Regions from separate parts of the Sus scrofa genome. Here region 1 is linked to region 2. A link is a contact called in public HiChIP or PLAC-seq data. All regions are on one chromosome and are shown on one strand. The core of a region is the stretch at or near the end of the contact, and the rest is flanking DNA. Distances in the headings are between cores, read along the strand shown.

The links. HiChIP or PLAC-seq counts read pairs in DNA pulled down with a chosen protein or histone mark.
Region 1: an H3K27ac HiChIP or PLAC-seq map of skeletal muscle shows a contact between it and region 2, with 7 times the contacts expected there. The contact joins two enhancer-like sites. A contact is called at or near these places in 15 of 47 Hi-C or Micro-C datasets (alveolar macrophages, embryonic fibroblasts, fetal heart ventricle and 9 more) and 1 of 2 datasets of contacts at active chromatin or transcription factors (skeletal muscle).

What each region holds. Positions count from the first base shown.
Region 1 is chr5:64,566,044-64,568,743 of Sscrofa11.1, forward strand. It overlaps VWF (von Willebrand factor), which reads left to right. Exons shown (of 52, transcript NM_001246221.1): 11 at 150-286; 12 at 593-731; 13 at 1,706-1,806. Among named protein-coding and RNA genes, the nearest start is that of VWF, 50 kb to the left of the region's middle. Within about 2 kb of position 1,443, at least 18 of the 83 cell types and tissues checked have an H3K27ac peak or open chromatin away from gene starts, as enhancers often do.
Region 2 is chr5:64,479,654-64,482,359 of Sscrofa11.1, forward strand. All of the region lies in intron 2 of LOC106508508 (a long non-coding RNA gene), which reads left to right. Among named protein-coding and RNA genes, the nearest start is that of CD9, 21 kb to the left of the region's middle. Within about 2 kb of position 1,423, at least 16 of the 83 cell types and tissues checked have an H3K27ac peak or open chromatin away from gene starts, as enhancers often do.

The DNA of each region.
Region 1 (2,700 bases), core at 193-2,692, 86 kb after region 2:
GTCTGAATAGGGTCCTCCAGGGGAACCCCTTTCCAGATGGTATGAGGAACACCCCCAGGGGGCGCCCTGCGGGACACGCATTCTCCCCTCCCCTCTATCCCCCCCACCAGGGGACCCACTGGGACATCCCCTCCCTTCTGTCCCCCCAGGGGAGTGTCTCGTCACAGGACAATCCCACTTCAAGAGCTTCGACAACAGACACTTCACCTTCAGCGGGGTCTGCCAGTACCTGCTGGCTCGTGACTGCCAGGACCACACCTTCTCCGTCATCATAGAGACGGTCCAGGTGAGCCCTGCCAGGAAGCCCCAGGGTGACTGCGGAGGCGGCTGGGGAAGGGGCCAGTCCCTTTGACTGGGCTGCTGTGAGCCCCTGGGCCCATCTTTCCTCTGGACAACAGAGCAGAGGGAAGGACAGATGGGGCGCGTGAGGACCCAGGTCCCTGATTCCCTTTGGAACAACAGGCCCGAGGATCAAGGGATCAAGCAAGCCTAGGATGCTGATAAAGGACCAGCACAGGATGGGAACGGGTGTGGGAGCACGGGGAGCTTGGCAGGGGCGTGGTGACGTCACTCTGTGGTTCCCTCTTGGCAGTGTGCTGACGACCCCGATGCGGTCTGCACCCGCTCGGTCACCGTCCGCTTGCCCAGCCCGCACAACAGCCTCGTGAAGCTGAAACACGGGGGAGGAGTGGCCATGGATGGCTGGGATGTCCAGATCCCCTTCCTGCAAGGTGGGCTTCCCCCCCCACACAGTCCCCTTCCACCCCAGCCATGCTCTGCTGCCACCTCTTCTGCAGAAATGGGAGGGAGAGATGTCTTTGTTGGGCAGGCTGGGTGTCCTGGCCTGCATCCTGCAAGAAAGGAAGGCTTCCTGGAGGAGGAAGATGAGCAGAGGAAGCCGGGGGAGGGCAGGGTGGCTGGTGATGGGTCAGACCCCAAGACATCATGAGGCAAAGCCTGGTGACCCCATGACCTGTGGGAAAACCTACCTGTTCAGTGACTTTGCCAGACTGCAATGCACCATTTACACGATATGTACATTCCAATCTTCACCTTCAAAGTGGCTTCCAGACCCCTCCCCTCTTCTTTTTCTTCTTCATGACCACTGGCCGCCCCAGGGGCCATTATCCCAGATTTACACATAGTGAACGAACCTGAGCCAATGGGCACACAGCGCGTCTGTGTGTGTTTAACGCTGTGTGTGTCTTCCCAGGAGACCATCTCTTCCCTAAGGCAAGTGGTATTGCCTCTTGCCTCGTCGCCAGAGAAAAGTCCTGTTTCAGTTTTGCACACAGCACCACTCGGCTGTGAGGACTGAGTAACTCAACCTGGTAGCATGTGCAACAGCAGAGGAATGCCCAGGGGTTAGGGGTTCCATGGAAGAAAGACCCAGGCTCAGGGCACCTGCCCAAGCTAAGGATGCGGGCCTCTGCCGCCCTCTGGTGGCAGTAGTGGGAATGGCAGGCTACTGTCAGGATACAGAGGCACCTTCCTGGGGAGCCCGGTTTGTACTACACCCACCCTAATCACCTTTCCTCTGAGACCCCCCCACCCCTCCACTTAAGCCTCATGACACCCCCAGCTGCTCCCTATTCACTGCTTTCATCGCTACTGTTCTTTGCGAGATACCTCATCCTTCCCTATGATCTCCTGCGGGTCACCCCGCCCTCTCACATCTTAGCTTAAATCACTTGCTGGGTTCCAGGTGACCTCCGCATCCAGCACACCGTGATGGCCTCCGTGCACCTCAGCTATGGGGAGGACCTGCAGATAGACTGGGATGGCCGCGGGAGGCTGCTGGTGAAGGTAGGTGCCCTCGGGAGCTCGGCCTCCTCCCCGCAGCCTGATCTACAAAATCCCCATTCTGCTCCGGTGGGACGGTGCCTGCGTGGGAGGAGAACTCCTTTCTCCCTGAGCCCCGAACCCCAGAGCAAGGAATGGGCCTCTCTTGTGTGCAAGAGGCTGGTGTTTGCTGTCTGAACGCCCCTTGTTCACTGGAGAGTTCCCATTTCCGGGCTCTGGTACCGGAGGGCCCCCAGACTGGGTGGCTTCCTGCCGGGCTGGGGAGTCACTTCCTGTGAAGTGGCCACTTTCTGTGAAGGGTTGGCCTGGGCACCGCCCAATCCCCCTCCTGGTCCCTGGTTCTCTGCAGCCTGGGGGCCACTTTCCCTGCTCTCTGTGGCCCCAGAGTGACACTAGGATAGGGATCTGGACAATTTCACTTGGCTTCCACATACATTTTTTTTTTTCCCTCTGGAAATTTCCCTACAAGGTATTGTCACTGCCATTTGGTAAACGATGCAACCAAGGCTCAGGGGCCTGGGAGATGTGACCAAGACGGCACACCCTCTGGATGGCAGGGTCACTCCCATGGGGCCAGTGCTTCTCACTTTCGGATGCCTTTGCGCTCTTACAAATTAGTGAGGACCCTGAGATCTTTTATAAAGGTTCTATCTATTGATATTTACCAGATTAGAAATTAAATCAGAGGCGTCTATGAACTCGTTTTAAAAGTAATAATAACAGTAGTTCCCGTTGTGGCTTGGTGGTAACAAACCTGACTAGTACCCATAAGACTAGTACCCATAAGGATGCAGGTTCGATCCCTGGCCTTGCTCAGTGGGTTAAGGATCCAGTGTTGCCGTGAGCTGTGGTGTGAGTTACAGACACAGCTCGGATCAAGGGTCACTGTGGCTGTGG
Region 2 (2,706 bases), core at 173-2,672:
CTTGGGGCTAAGAGGATCCTACATGAAGCAATGGTCATCATCAAATGTTGTCTTATATTCTAGTTATTTTAGAAATGGTGTGTCACCCATATGTTCATTGCAGCATTAATCACAATAGCCAAGATGCGGAAACAACCTACATGACTATTGACAGATGAATGGATTAAGAAGATGTGGTATATATACACAATGGAATACTACTCAGCCATAAAAAAGAACAAAAGAAAGCCATTTGCAGCAACATGAATGGAGCTAGAGACTCTCATACTATGTGAAGTCAGAAAGAGAAAGACAAATATCATATGATATCACTTATAGCTGGAATCTAATATACAGCACAAATGAACCTTTCCACAGAAAAGAAAATCATGGACTTGGAGAGAAGACTTGTGATTGCCAAGGGGGAGGGGGAGGGAGTGGGATGAATTGGGAAGTTGGGATTAATAGATGCAAACTATTGCCTTTGGAATGGATAAGCACTGCTTATAGTACAGGAACTATATCTAGTCACCTTTTTTTTTACTTTTTAGGGCTGCCCCCGTGGCATATGGTGGTTCCCAGGCTAGGGGTTGAATCAGAGCTGCAGCTGCTGGCCTACACCACAGCCACGACCAGCAGTGAAGCCTCCTTCCTCTGAGACAAGGAAGAGACACTGGTCCCGGGACCAGCTCTGTCACTGCCTGTTGGGTGACTTGGGGTCACTTCAGCCCTTGGGGCCTCAGATTCTATATCATTCAAATGGGCCAACCCTCTCCTGTAGGAATCAGCAGAATCTATGTAAAGAGCACACAGGGCCTGCCAGCACCCATGCTGCCTGCGTGGAGATGCAGAGCTGCAGGGCTGCCTGGGGAGGAGTGAGGAAGCTATGGGGCTTGAGGAGTTCCCTGGTGGCTCAGTGGGTTAAGGATCTGGCATTATCCCTGGCCAAGGAAATTTTGCATATGGTGGGCAGCCAAAAAAAACCCACACACACACACACACAAACAAACAAACAAAAAAGAAAGGGGATCCTTTCCTTGAGAGCTCCTTTGGTTTCCTGGGGTGTAAGATATCGCAGACAGGTGCCATTCTCCCCGGGCCAGGGGAGGAAGCTGAGATACTAAGGGTTTGGAGGCTTGCACCAGGCCAGGCAGCAGTGGCAGGACTCATAGCCCAGCTGGCCCAGCACAGCTCCCTGTGCCCCTGTCGGACAGCAAGCATCTCTCAGGGCCACTTATGCCTGGACATGCTCCCTAAGTGCCGAGGGGTGAGCTCGGGCCTTGCTGGCCCAGCCACGCTGAGGTGGCCTTGCTGCAGCCTGGCTGGTGGGGGCGCTGGAGGCCTAGGTTCCCTGTAGTTTCTCTGGTGGGTGGTGTGGCGAGGGGAGGCGCAGACACAGTTTGTTTTGCTGGGCCGGGGCCCTGAATGGCTCTTCCGGCCATTGTGCCCTGGGTCACGAGCAGGGAGCAGGATGCCTTTGTAGCCTTTGTAGTAGATCAGGGTCACCCTGTACTTGCCCGCATTCCAAGGAGGCCCCGAGTGTGGTCGCTTACAGGCAGTCTCCCAGACCAGCTTCCTCCCCTTCCCCAGACCCCCACCTCTTTAAGAGCACGTGTCCACCCTCGTGGTGGGGCCTCTGGCCACCCAGCCCTCCTCCAGATGGCCTTAGATCTTGGTCACACACTGTAGTAACAGCACAGCGAATGTTTTCTGACTTAGGTGCCGCTTAAGAGCTTTACATACTAGGAGTTCCTGTTGTGGCGCAACGGAAATGAATCCAACTAGGAACCACGAGGTTGCAGGTTTGATCCCTGGCCTCGCTCCGTGGGTTAAGGATCAGGCATTGCCGTGAGCTGTGGTGTAGGGTCTTAGATGCGGCTCAGATCCCTTGTTGCTGTGGCTGTGGCAGTGGCTGGCAGCTGTAGCTCCAATTGGACCCCTAGCCTGGGAACCTCTGTATGCTACAAGCACGGCCCTAAAAAGCAAAAAAAGAAAAAAAACAAAAAACAAAACAAAAAACAAAAAAACAAAAAAACAGCTTTACATACTAGTCTTGGCAGCAGTTCCACAAAATGGATGCTATTGTCATCACCCCTTCCCATTTATAAGAAGGAAACTGCAGCTGAGATGGGTTCAGCCACCGCCAGGACACTCAGCAGGGAATGGCAGAGCCGGGTCACAGACCGCACGTGTCTGAGGCTGGAGTCTATGTTCTCAGCCGGTCGCGCTGTCCTCTAGTCAAGTCTGGTGCTCTGTGTTTTGGAGGTGGGTGAGGAAAAAACAGAGCCATTCGTTCATGAGTCTTTTTTTTAATAGTAAAGTTTTAACTTTAGAACTGTTTTATTTTTTTTTTAGAACAATTTTAGATTCCCAGAATTACTGTGTAGAAGTAGGATCCCTATGTACCCAAGACCCAATTTCTACAATTATTATGACTATTTTTGTCTTTTTAGGGCTGCACCAGCCGCATGTGGAGGTTCCCAGGCTAGGGGTCGAATCAGTGCTGTAGCCACTGGCCTTTACCACAGCCACAGCAACGCAGGATCCACGCTGCGTCTGTGACTTACTCTGCAGCTCACGGCAATGCTGGATCCTTAACCCACTGAGCAAGGCTGGGGAGTGAACTTTCTTCTCATGGATGCTAGTGAGATTCATTTCTGCTGAGCCACAAAGGGACTCCTCTGCTATTATTGACATCTTGTGTTAGTATGGTACACACGTCATGAC